Linked DNA regions of Dromaius novaehollandiae: region 2 is linked to region 1. The links are chromatin contacts, called in public Hi-C maps. All regions are on one chromosome and are shown on one strand. The core of a region is the stretch at or near the end of the contact, and the rest is flanking DNA. Distances in the headings are between cores, read along the strand shown. Region 1 overlaps FAM107B (family with sequence similarity 107 member B). Region 2 holds the start of HSPA14 (heat shock protein family A (Hsp70) member 14).

The links. Hi-C and Micro-C count contacts between places; a contact is called where the count stands out from the background.
Region 2: a contact with region 1 is called in a Hi-C map of brain, with 4 times the contacts expected there. The contact joins the promoter of HSPA14 here to the enhancer-like site in region 1. A contact is called at or near these places in 3 of 4 Hi-C or Micro-C datasets (brain, liver and ovary).

Annotation. Positions count from the first base shown.
Region 1 is chr1:4,668,699-4,675,311 of bDroNov1.hap1, forward strand. It overlaps FAM107B (family with sequence similarity 107 member B), which reads right to left. Exons shown (of 6, transcript XM_064504798.1): 6 at 5,646-6,613. Among named protein-coding and RNA genes, the nearest start is that of FAM107B, 64 kb to the right of the region's middle. Within about 2 kb of position 4,718, at least 1 of the 2 cell types and tissues checked has open chromatin away from gene starts, as enhancers often do.
Region 2 is chr1:4,834,212-4,841,402 of bDroNov1.hap1, forward strand. It overlaps HSPA14 (heat shock protein family A (Hsp70) member 14), which reads left to right and starts at 4,938. Exons shown (of 14, transcript XM_026119352.2): 1 at 4,938-5,072; 2 at 5,159-5,239; 3 at 5,317-5,399; 4 at 6,459-6,507. The coding sequence starts at 5,016.

The DNA.
Region 1 (6,613 bases), core at 3,468-5,967:
CTGGTGGAGCAGACAACCTCTGAAGTGTGAGCTGACAAGGCTTACGCTCTGCATGAGGCCAACACACTTTACTCACATCTCACGCTAAAAAAAAGAAATTTATGCTTAAGAATATGTGCATGTGCTTTGGTAACAGGTGTCCTGTCTGCTCTCCTGCCTCAAAGTCCTTTGGGAAAGGGTGTCCAAGGAGGAAGCAAGAGGGAGGCGAGAGAAGACGCGGCCAGGGCGCTGTGGGGCTGCCTTCCTCTGCGGGGCACATCTCCCTGTTGTTGCCAGATGGCGAAGGCTTGAGGAGAAAGCGAGTGTTTTCGCACATAGGGAGGCGATTTTGATGAAGGCAGGGAAGTGTGGCAGGGTCTGGCCAATTTGGCCCAGCTTCTGCTCGTTGTTATAGCAACAGGAGGAGCCTGCTGGCAGCCAGGAGGATGGAGGATGGGGAAGGGGGAAGATTTTTAGAAAGCAAAGGAGGGATTTGGAATGAGTAAAGAGAGAGAAAAGTTGAAAGCCTGGAGATGAGGACAGACACTGTGCAAGGATGAGCAGGACCACCTGCAGGAAAAGGGCAGGAGGACAGGGGACATTGTGCACATTGCTTAGGTTGTAGCACTACGAAAATCATCTACAGTGATCCAAGAGGACAACAGGGTGCTAGGCACTGTCACTTAGGATAAAGGACCCGCCCCTGGAGATGCGTTTCACCAGCGCAACCTGGACACATTTGAGCTTATTATGCCTCCAGAGCATCCTGATAACACCTTGGATCTCTCCAGCGATCACCCAGGCAGGATGGTCCTGGAGAGTCCACAAGGGCCACCGCAGACCTCTCTGTGAAAAACTCGCCCCTCTGTCCCAGCAGAATTCAAAGAGAGACAGGGTATTTTAATAAAAACCAGGAGACCAAAAACCTCTGTGAGTCTAGGCTCCCAAATCATTGAAATCTTGAAGTTTAGTCACAGCTTTTTAGCATGATGTCTTAGCGCAATGGAACAGTAGTGATCATCACATAAATAATGAAAAGAACACGGGACCGATCTCACATTTCCCCAGGAAGGTACCAGATTGTAATACAGTAAGACTCAAGTGCTCAGCACTGATGCATTTTACGAGAAAGATTTTGGGAGTGTCTGCAGAGGGCTGCCCCCAAGGTCCCAGGCGATCCTTGCCCTGCGACGTACCCGCTCAGCACCGCTCACCCCAGGAGATGGCAGCAGCGTGTGCGAGTTGAGCCGCAGCGCCGGAAAATGTGTGAAAATCAGGAATCGAGGCGCACAGGTATTCATCGTGTCTCAACAGTCCCTGGAAACAGCCGCTCTCGATTCTAGTGTACGAGAGGCAAATAATCTGGATGGTAAATAATTCAGAGAGTCTTCTTATTGCTTTAAACAGGACAATTGGAATTTGCCACGGGATTGCTTCTCTACGTGTTTTGGGCTTATTACTAAACACACAACACATTTCCTAAATCCACCTTCTCATCCCCATCAGGCTTTTATCACTATGACCCTCCCTTCCTTCTAAGTGGGGCTCTGAGACAAAGCTCAGATACAGCTATACTAGTTGCTCATTTATGCTGTCAGACATCCAGTCTCCTGGGCCTAATGCTACTGTTGGCTGCCCAGGCTCATTTTACACTCTCAGGTTTTTTTTCTCCTCCTTTTTTTCAGTCCTATTTGCTATTTCCCCCTGCATATAGAATATTTTTTGATTCCATTCCCCACACCAACACGTGGAGGGTCAGGCTGGGTTCCCTTCATCCTGAAAGTCAGTGTGGTTGTCAGCCTCAAACACCCAGTTTATGCACCAATCCAAGAATTTGTAACTAATTAAATGCCTTTCATTACAAACCAGCCCTGGGAAATAATCCAAGGGAAGGGAGGCCTGAGTAGGCAACAAAAGTTTGGGGTGAAAGGAAACAATAGAAGAGGAATCAAAAGCACAATGAGGCTTCAGGGAAAGAAAAAACAAGACATATGATACATTAGATTTGAACACAGGAACACATGATGTCATGCACAGGGCTGTAGGCCGTACTCACCTTCAAGGGAGACTTGCTGCTTAATCTTGGATAAGGAGATGAACTTGGTCAGGGTCTCACCTTCCCCCACTGTCCAGTCCTCCTTTTATCACCTCCTTTCTCCTCCCCTCCCCAAACAGCAGGGATTCCTACTCTTGAGCATCAGGATTTAGCAGGTCTTCCCCCTGAGGGGACTTTAAAGCTGTCAGTAGTTTGCTATTCACCTCCAGTCGTGGGGATTAGGAAGACTACCTGACAACTACGTAGCCAACAGAGTTCTTGGCGAAGGAGGAACTCCCTTGGTGCAGGAGGAACTCCCTTGGCGCAAGGAAACGACAAAAATACAAGAGCTCTGTTGTGAAGAGAACTTACTCCCTGATATTTAATGAGTTAACTCTAAATATATCCCAAATGGGAGGAAATTTTCCCTAATGAACCAATAGTCTTGAAATGTAGGGGGCACGTGACTAAGAATAGCACATTTTCCAAAGCCACCCTTTCCAACAGAACCTCAGTTCAACTTTTTACAATGGGATCCTAAAATACAACCCAGCACGGAGGACAACTCACCTAAACTACTAGCCAAGAAACTGATTGAAGACAAATGCTGAAGTTATACATTGAGGAAAGTTACTCATTACAATCCATGACTGTTCTGTGAGGAAAGGCCTCCCAGGTTTGACAGCGTAAGTTTGAAGAAAGTCTCTCTTTTTCTTCTGTTAGTGATGAAAGCAAATTCCTGTTCAGCTTTTCATTGGAGCATCTTTTAGGCTTCATTTACCAAAAAAGAGTTCAAAAGAAGATATCCTACCGGACTCAACAGGAAAAGCCCCCACACCACAAAACAAAGCGATCCCCCTTTTCAGAAAGAAAAGTTCAGATGTGCCGACAGGTGGATTCGGCTTTCACGAGGGAGAGCTCTGCAGGCCGCTTCCTTTGCCTTTTCATACCGTGTGATACAAGCTTCAAATGAACCCTGCTAAGGGGCTTAGGCTTGCTGGGCACTCTTTAATTTTCAAGCACAATGAAGCAGACTTGGCATTTCAATTGCATTATGAAAGATTTGTTTCTGAGCAGCTGAAGAGGGGGAAAGTAGTACAAATTTCTTCCCACCTAATCAGTCTGAAGTTTCCCTGTGCCAGCTTCAATATGTATTAAATTGCTTATGCCATCAACTGGAGAGATTAGGCTTGGGATATATAATAGAAGTTAATTCAGAAAATTATTATTCTGATAATTATTACTACAGCTATAGTGAGAGCCCTGCAGGTCCCTTCCCACTAGCCCTTTGTACAGGCCACCTATTCCAACAGCATTTCGGGATCAGCTAGGATTAGGACTCCACTGCTCTAAGCAAGCACTAGAGCCTGTACAAACAGCTGGGAAGTGCAATGGAAAGGGAGGGATCATTATCTCTATTTAGGAAGCACCAAGAGATTTAAGGCCATATCTACTAAGGTATTTGGGTGCCTAATCATTATTAAGTTGCAAAATTCTGTGAAAAAAATTAATGGGTAGCATTATAAAAATGGGAAAAATTAATAGGTGGCATTCAAATCATCCAGCTTCAGAGTCCTACAGCATAGATGATGTTCCCGCTGAGTTATGCATGCAGGTTCCCTTATAATCGAAGGAAAGGAAAGGACCTGCAGTCCAGAGGGTTGGCTTCTCTGCACTGATGTAAATGAAATCCAGATGGTTAGCTCAAAGGTACCCATCTGATGTTCAGCGCGATGAACCCCTAGGTACCCAGTCAAAGAGGAATAGAAATAGTCTCTAGGTAAATTCAGAGAGGCAATGGAGGCAGCAAGTGCCAGTGTGAGGGACTGAATGAAGCCTTTAACAAGGTCTAAAGCAATTCAAAAAATGGGCCATGAAAGATGAGCACAGGAGTGGAAATCAGGAGATCTGTGTTCTGTTACCATCGCTAAATACGTCCTCTGGGCCACAGTTTCCATCGCCTCCACCAAGGAGAGGCATCATTAATATTTACAAGAGCACTGCAGAACTTTGCCCTGTCAGGTGAAAGATTTCAAGTGCTATGAAAATAGTTGAAAGTGCAGGTGGTAGGGGAAAGATACCTCGTCTTTCTGCTTCGCCAGATCTCATCCACTTTGAACTTTCTTCCCATTGGTATGTGCTGAGAATCAAACTTGCCCTCCCATTCTTCACCCTACAGATATGAGTACTGATCCTATGGAAACCGCAATAGGGAAGTCATTTCCTATCCAGCCACCTTACTCAGTTCATTACTGCAGTGCAAATGACAACCCAAGTCTAATCAAGCAATTTTAAATTATGAATGACAATTTATGGCCCCTGTAACAGTGGCCAAGGTACTTCTTTCCACAAAGCTATGGCATGACACAACCAACTCGCATACGGCCAGGGGAGCACAAACAGAGCCCCCATCGTGAGGATCCCTCCATGGCAGACCTGTGCTTGCAAAAGCCACATGACAAAATGTATTAGCTCAGTGCAATCCAAAAAAGCATACAAAAGGAAGATCATCTTTTTGCTGGACTTGCTACAAAAGCAGATCAAACACCCTCCACTCTGTTTTCTTTCTGGAGCTGGAGTGAAATATCAAAGGATAATTCAAAACACATTTGGACATGCTTGAGGTAAGACAGCACAGGGCAATATCTTCAACAGGCCACAGAAACCTATCCCTTATTAACTCTCTATTCTTTCTTACCTCCCCCACATCTGACAGCTCCTGGAGCAGGTCCAGCATCATTGCATCAGCAGTACTGTCAGGATCCATTCCACATGCTGAGCTGTTTCTGAAGGAAAAAGCATTTCCTGACATCTGTTCTGAATTCACTGCTCCTCTCCTCCTCCCCCACTTCATTTCACCCTAGCACTTCTGTCTCTCCTTCCATCAACTCCTGTCCCTGGCTGACCAGGGCTCATCATTAATATCTAAGCATTTTCAGAAAGAATTCATCTCTCTCACCTCTTCCTGCCCTATTCCCCCTATCGCTAGTTCTCTCAGTTTGCTGTTAACATAGGATTTTGCTCTTGGTTCAATTTTGTAAGGCATGGAACAATATGACCCTAACCCAACAAACCATATGAGCGTGTACTTGCTTTTACACATCCAGGTTTCCCTACTAGAACCACAGGCCTGCTAAACTAAAAGCCTTTGTAGGACTGAAGCATTTCTACTAAAGTCCTTTGTAGGACTGAACCCAGGACCAGGCTCATTGCTATTTTCTCACTGCCTTTTTTGAATGGAGTTGTTGTAGTGCTGGTGATTCCAAGGGTGAATTTTGCCTCGTGCATTTTAATAAAGTTAGCAGAACAGGGAATGATTTCCACAATTATTTAATCCCATTACATGTTTTCCTCACGCTGCCTTACCTTGCATTAGCTAAACAGCTACACAGTCCTTCTAAAAATTTTCTGTGACAAGAATATTCAAGTGATAATAGAAACTTTTTTCTGCATCTTTAAAAACGATTTGCCAATAATTTTGCACACACAAACACAGGTGAAGTTTTAAAGAACGAAGAGTCACTGTGATCTTGATACTTCCCCCGCACTGCAGAATTTTAAATAACCTGGATATCTCACTGCAGTCTCCAGGGTTTTGACTTCAGCAGGACATGACAGACACCACTGCATATTCCAAGCATGTAGTAGATTTTATTAAGCATAACTTTGGTTCTAAGTACTCCACCCTCATTTTTGTAATACCTTTAGTTAAAAACAATTATACAAGAGCAAATACAAAAAATATTAAATTATGAAAACAAATCCATTAAGGCTCCCTTTTTATATTTATATATATTTATATATGTACACTCACAAATGCAGATATTAACAGAAGGTTAAAGTCACAAAGAGTCTAAAAATTTACTACTATACTATCAAAAGCAAGAGAGTTTTAAAAAAGTACTGCCTTATTAAGAAGCAAAAGTGGTAAAAGTGAGCCATTTTTAAATCAGAAAGATTTCTCGCTGAAGTATTTGCAGGATTGCTTCAAAATTCATATAGCTAAAGAACAGATCAACAATTGCTTGCTTTCGCTGGCAAGCAGTTTCTTACTTGAGCAGCCGCACAGGACACTTGTGGTGTGACTAGCTGACCACCCATTTAAGGGTTGCACATTCTAGCCCAATCCTGATTTTAAAGACAAGCTTTTGCCTGTCAAATCAACACAAAGGTGATGTGGATTCCTAGCCTAAAAGATCAGCAGAAAAGGTGCTCTAACAAACACGATGTCCTATTCGTATAGAGAATTGCAACTGGAAACAAAAATCTACTTCACACTGTATGTACAAGGGTGTTTTCTGGCTTCCTGTGTTTCAGAGGGAGAAACTCTACCCTGAATCACAAGCCAATATGAAGAGAAAGCAGAAAGCATTCATCATTAAAGGGCCCAATCCAACACTCACTGAAGTCAAAGAGCAGTGCCCCCCAGCACAGACGCTGCTGCCATCTGGATTACGCCCAGCTTCATTCACTTCACTGTGTATGCACAGGAGGATTGCCATATTCATTGAGGGAAAATGGCTAAGAAATGGTCTTGTCAAGGCAAAAGAGGGTTTCTCCCCAGTTTCCAAAGATTTCCATACTGAACAGAAAGCAATT
Region 2 (7,191 bases), core at 3,688-6,187, 170 kb after region 1:
GAAAATCTTACCTATTTGACTTTCATAATAGGCTACAAAGCCCTCTCAAAGGTGAATTCTGTAAGTTCGCAACTCTACCTGTGAATATGTCTGCTGTGTCTAATTAGCCATTAGTGCCTCCTTAGCCCCATCAAGAATAATCTGCAGTTGGCAGAATGGAGCCAGAAGAGATATCAGAGTAATTTGGAACAGGTTGGTTTCTTCAGGTCAATGCTGTTTTCAGACCAAGTCAGCTGGAGTCATTGGCTAATTCCCTCAGGATACCTCAATGTGGGTCAGCAGCTCTGTTAGTGAATACTGATCACTTTCTCAGGTTAGAGTTTTGGTTGTCTCAGGATGTAAAACAACAGAACTTTTGCTGCTTGGTGACTCAAGCTTGTGATATGGAGTGCAATAAAGGATGGGCTATTTTGCAGGCAATCAAAGCTTTTTAAAGAAAAGAGAGCAAGAAAACTAACATTCTTGACTTCCAAGCAAAAGCAGATTTTTAATACGCTTTATGTCATTTAGAATACAAAAATATTTTGAGGTATTCCTAATAAGCACTCTGGTGTAAGAAAAAAGAAATTTGGCTTCAACTTTACTGTAAACCTACTGAGCTGCCAAACAGACTCAACGTTGCAGAAAATCTATAAGGCGCTGCAATTACATGCTGCATTTATGCCACCTACAGGCATTAATACCAACCTTTCAACAGATTTGCTTGCTAAGGTTTCTAAATACTTTTTATTTTTTGGACTGCAGTGGGAAAAGACTCCAAGGCAGTCAGCCCTGACCCTCTACTCCTAAAAAGCATTTTGTTCAGCTTATTAAAACTTAACAGAAAGATTTAATCAATCTGATCTAGTAATATGAACTTGCCTTTTCCATGTGACTTAGTTACTGTGACAGCGAAGCAATGAGAATACTGAAATCAACTTTGTCAAGCGTGCTTTGAAATGTGTGGCAAGTGTTATAGCACAATCAGAAATGGCTTTCATTCTCCACTGAAATCCAGTGCCTTTGGGGGTGATACACAGACAGACCTCCCAATAGCATGAGACAGGGAAATGTATTCCTGTGCCCAAAATAAGTGATGCAAGAAATCATGATGATATAATTACTGCTTGGGATTTAGGCCTCTTTCTATGCAAAAAAAAAAAAAATCCCCTGGAAGCTTTTATGAGCGCAAGTGACGGGGGAGGAAATTTTACATCATTAGGAAGTCAGCACCTCCAGTGGGACCGTACAGTCTCATGCCATCTCAGGGAACCGGCCGCGTTCAAAACCAGGAGGGAAGTGCCACCTGCTGGACTGCTGTCCAGATCCCATGGCAGCTGAGTTCTCCCTAACGCCCTCCTGAGTGTTGACTCCACTGACCCTGTTTACATCCCAAGGCTGGAGAAGATCACAGGCCATGGTCTTGCAGCTGCTGTCTCTACCCTCCTTAGAGCTTAACTGCCTCAGAATTAAGTCAGAACATGCACGAGATAATTAAAAGAAGTTCTCTCCTCCTTCTTCCCTCACCCCAGGGGGAATTTTAGAGCATATACTATTTGCCAGCCATGAAACAGTCTGTTGTTCAATAGAGACACTTGCTTCCACTCAAAATACTTAGCAGATGTTACTCCCTTTTTGCTGTAATCTCCATGATTTTCCAGCAGTCACCTTACTATGCACAGTGCCAGGGGAATCCACTTCTGCATCCAAGCTTCTTAGTTGACTGTGAGCTCTCAGTGCAAAAATAGCTTGAGCTTTTGCAAAGGCTCATTTTATACTGTGCTAACAGCTGGTCTCACTGTGCCAAGTCTGGTTTTTGGATTGGCTGAGAGATGTGCCATGGACTGGGAGAGACTGGGGAGCTCAGAGATCCTGCCCTACTCTCACTGCGAAGGCTTGTGCCACTAGCTTGTCAGCTGGGAAATAATACTAACAAGTTTCAGCAATGTACCTGGCTAAACTGGAGGCTGATTTTTGGCAGAGGGAGTTAAGAAATCCCTCTCTGAGCATACCCGAGCATGGTGAGCCTGCTTCCTGATGAACGTACCTGCGGCTGTACAGGCCTCTAATCAAATCCTAGCCACATCTATCTCTTGCCTCTGACTTAGAGGGAAGACTCTTCCTGGAGGTGTAAAGATGTAAACCACAAGTTGCATCCTGAGTCCACACTGCTGCTGGCTTCAGTACTCTGCTCCTCAACCCTATCCTTGATGAACAGCAAGAGTATTAAGGCTTTCACTCATTTACAGAACTGCCAGTGTAAGCAGGGCAGCCTTTTACATTTTTATTTAGAAGTGTTACCCATGTCTCAGCTATCCCAGACTCAGTGCAACTCCAGAGCTTCCCACTAGCTATGGATGCTATCGTAAAAGATATGAAGGGCATGGGCAGATGAGCTCTTTTTGCTCCCGAACAACTACTACTGTCTGCATTAATCAACTGCCATAATCTTCTGCCAGGGTGTCTGCTTCCATGCAGGTTTGCTTGAACCTGAAAGGAGTATTAACTGCTTTAGTTAAAATAAGCAGAAGTTCTTTGTGTCTATCCTGACGTGTCCATAGCATTACAACATCCGGAAAATAACCATGGATGTGCATTGCAGAGGCATGAAATAAACGGTGCACATTTGTGTAGCAGAGACTTTGGCAGCATGTTCACAATCACTTTTTGACACACAAATTACACATACAGTTTTATATTCTAATCCCAATATGAGTCTATCAGCAAAAAATGTTGCAAATGGAACTAGGATTTCAGAGAAAGCATGAGAAAGCTATTCTTGGAGGGTTCCTGTACTAGGGGCTTCTTTTCTCCTTTATCCTCCTAACTTCAATGTCTCTTCTTAGACTCCCTCCATCTTCACCTTTGCCAAAGACACCCTCCTCTTCATTGCTTTCTGTCCTGAGACACCCTTCTATAATACTTTCTCCAATCCCTACAGGTCTCTCCTGTCCATCTCTATACTTTTTCCCTTTCCATTCCTCTGTTCACAAAGGGACGCAGAAAGGAGCTACAATTTGGAAACACTTTAAAGGTATTGTTTTCAGCTGTACAAGTTTTGCCTTTATCAACCCCTGGGATCATCTCGTGCACATGGAATCCAGGCAATCTGAGCTCCAGGCAGGCTTCCCCTTGGTCAGACTTCAGCAAGCTCAGTTGTTCCAAGAGAGACAGTCCTAGAGTGACTAGGATACTTAGGAAACGCAGGATAAGTTTTGTGACACAAAATTCCTTTGTGACCTTGGTTAACTCCTTTAACTCTCATGTGATCTTCACACGCTCCTTTAAGCCATCTGCGTATCATGTATAAAGCAAGGATAAGGACAATCTTTACTTCTGAATGGTGCAGTGAGATGGAATTATATTGCATTTAGACTCCTTTTGGAAATCAGAGCCAAATAAACACCCTAACCTGAGTTATTACAGAAGTACTGAGATATTTACAGTGGGAGGGCAAAAAGTTGCATTTTTTAGGTGACTCTGCTGTCTTCTAAGGTACATGGAGAAATTGGCTGCATCCAAAATCTGCTCCCTGAGTGTTCATGAAAAGGGATCTGCAGGCACATGACACCAAAAGTGCCCTGGATACTGGTTTGCGATGCCTCTCCTCTGTGCATTAGCTCAAATATAACAGTCTAAAAATACTCTCCCCTTTTCTTTTCCCAAACTGATTCAAGATCTATTGCTGCTAAACCCATTCGCCTCTCCCTTTCTATTATAGGCCCTCTTAGCTTGTTTATCAACTGCTTGATTATTGTAATACATATTTCAATACACCACACTAAGCCAAAAGCAAAAGGCTTTTGCTATTAAACGCAACTTGTGTTATGAAGTCTACTGTAACACACCTAAACTTGAGGCGGGGGGGAAGGTAGCCAACCTTTCTTTGCTGTCCCTAAAGCAGGCTGTTGCCTGAAGCACACCTGAGAAACACAAAGGTCCAGGGTTTTCTAGGACCAGAAAGACTGCCCCAAAACAGCTGTTCATATATCAGGTCCTGTGAAACCTGAGCAGCCTTCAGCATGGCAATGGTTTTTGTCGGAAAGAAGCGAGCTCTGTATGACATTAAATTCTCCCAAAGCATGACTTAAAAAGCACATGGATTCAAAGCTTTTTGTTTTCTTTTTTCATGTAATAATCATGAGATGGACTTCACTGGTGTCACTGTAGCATAAGGAGATACTGAGCTTTACTTTTCAGACATTGGTCATGCACAGTTAGACTATGCAAGCTTGACTGGCAGCAATTATGACACGTGAAGCAAATACTTGCACCGTCTCCATGTGCTTCACTGCCTGCAATTAAACTGTGAAAGAAACCTTTGACATAAAGCAACCTCCTGCCGCCCCCGCAGTGCAGGCACGAAATAGCCTCATTCACCTTCCTCTGTTTTAACCCCTGCTTTCTTAACCATTGGGTCGTTTGGGGCCAGGCTGAATTTTTAGCTGCGGTTTGGCCGTTGCTGGCGGCAGGTTTCCGTGACAGGGAGCGGCGGCGACCGCGGCCGCCAATCCGGGCGCGACCAGGTCCCCCCAGGGCCAGGCCGCCAGCCGCCTACCGAGCCTTCACGGCCGGGGCTTCCCGGGGCTCGCACGCAAGGACAAGGGTGCTTGGGGGCTGTTTCTAGAAGAAAATAAAGACACTGGTATTCCTCGCGCAGTTCTGTCATACGAAGCCCGGAGGGGCCGCGAGGACCGCGCTGCTAACGGCCGCTGACGCCGAAGCCACCGCCCCCTCCCGCGGCGGCTCTGCCCCGTTACTATGCCCGATGATGCCCTTCTCCCGATTTTTCTCATTGGCCGCTCCGCCGATGACGACACCCCCAAGCGGCGCGGAGCGCGGCGGCGCAGGGAACGAGGGGCGGGAGAAGGGAAGCCTTGCGCTTCTCTGCGATTGGTTTGAGGGGAGGGGGAATTGCGGGCTCTGATTGGTGGGTGGGTCGAAGCGGGCAGCGTGATTGGTCCAGTGAGGGGGGCGGGACCGGAGAGGGCGGCACAGTGCATTGTGGGGGGCCGCGCGCGGAGCGCGGGGGGCTCATGGCGGCCATCGGCGTCCACCTGGGCGCTACTTGCGCCTGCGCCGCCGTGTACAAGGTGAGGGGCCGGGCGCGACGGGCGGGTTGGGGTCCCTGCGCCCGTGTGGCGGCAGGGCGGCTCACGGGCGGTGCCTCTCTCCTCAGGATGGCCGTGCGGACGTGGTGGCCAACGACGCCGGAGACCGGGTGACCCCCGCCGTGGTGGCGTTCTCGGAGAGTGAGGAGGTGAGGCTGGTCCGCGGCCCTGCCCCGGGGGAGGCCAGCGCCGCCCGGCGCTTACGCTCTGCTCGCTTCTCCCCCAGGTTGTTGGCTTGGCCGCGAAGCAGAGCAGGATCAGGAACATTTCCAACACTGTGGTGAAAGTGAAGCAGATCCTTGGGCGGAGGTAAGGGAGTAGGTGCGAAGCGAAAGTCGAGGAGTTTGGTTTCCCCCGTCGAAGCTGCTCAGGGAGGTGTGGTTGCAGTGCTGAAGTTGATCTGCTGAAGATATTTTATATCGTAGATAACTTTATACTTGAGCAATAGCAGTTTAGTTGACCTGGCTTTGACAGGAGTGTATGTATGTCATATTACTAAAACTCATCCTACATTGCATTACAGATGTATTTTGTATCTGAATTTGTTTCAATATTCAAATTTCAACAGGAGTTTAATAATAAATAGAACATTTGCTTTTGATAGGTACTTAGGTTCCTTACCTAAAAACTCATATTTTTTAGCTGAACATCTTACTAAAGATAAAATCAGTTCTGGCTTAGTTCATCTAAAAACTTGAATTGCTTATTATGACAATGATGAAATGCATTGATGAAATGCCTCCTGTTATTCTGCAGTTAGTGGACCTGTGATGATTTGCGGTGACAACTACAATGATTTTAAAACTAAACTTGCTGGTTTAGGTCTGACGTGAGAGATTCCACAAAACATTTCAGTGATAATTTAGTTGTATGTTGCAGCTCTTTAAGTGAAATGAGTTGACAAGAAGCTGTCTGTTCTGATGTTTTTCTTAGCATTTTTTTCAGAGCCATATCTTTCTGTAGTCAATCAGAGTTTAAAGATGGTTAGCTTATTGCTGCCATGTTGTTTCAGTCAATGCAATAAAAGTGACACTAAAATCTTTCATAACTGATTATTGAGGGTAACATTAGGTTAAAACAGATTTTTTTTTTTCCTTTTAATGTTACGTGCTGTTTATTCTAACTTTCAGAAATTTGCTTCTTTCTTAGTTTGGGGGAGGAGATTGAAGGATACCAATGGTCAGAACCATTTTTTTTCCCTCTGATACAGATATATCCATAGGGAGAACAGGAATTCTGGCTGAAGTGTAGTTTTATATACTATAGAACTTACTGAGAACATCAGCAAGATGAATTTTTCATATTTATCTATAATTATATTGAATTATTTATATGATTTATTCTGCTGTTCTGAATTTGTCTTGATAGCTCTGGTGACCCACAAGCTGAAAAATATATTACAGAAAGCAAGTGTTCAGTAAGTATGATCTAATGTTTGTTGTTGTTCTCAGAATAACTTGTATCACTTTCTAGTATTTTTTATTGCATTGTTTGTGTCACACCGTGCTTGTGTTTTTTAGCGATCAGCTCCCATTATATGAGGTGTGTATGATGTTACGTAGAACGTGTTTCTCTTTTCACAAGGTGGAGGCTTCACCATGTCCTGAAATCTGCCATCGTAATATAGTCCAACAGAAAAATTACATATGTCTCTGGGCCATTCTTAAAAGGGATGATTCTTTAATATATTCAGATAATAGCATTGTTGTGTTTCTTAGTGCTGGTAGAAGTTACTCAGGGTAGGGCATTTTGTGTTCGCAAATGGTTAACCCCTTGACTTAATCACATTATTTGGCTAATACTGTGCTTGTTACTGGAAACTTTGTGGCAAAGCGAGAGAAAAATTACCTTAAATCATACAAAACTCGCTCTTTACCTCACATGCTTTTGAGTATGTGAGCACCACTTAGGAAGTTGTAACCAGGTTTTGACTCGTCGCTAAGGGAGGAATGAGTTTTTTCACTAGTCTTTGACTCTTCGTATTGGTAGGCTTATGTGGATAACCATTACTGAATATAAGCAAGCAAACACTCTTGCTCTGAAATTTACTTTTGTACTAAGGAAAACCCTTTAATTGTGAAAGGAGGTCTGGAGCCTTTAA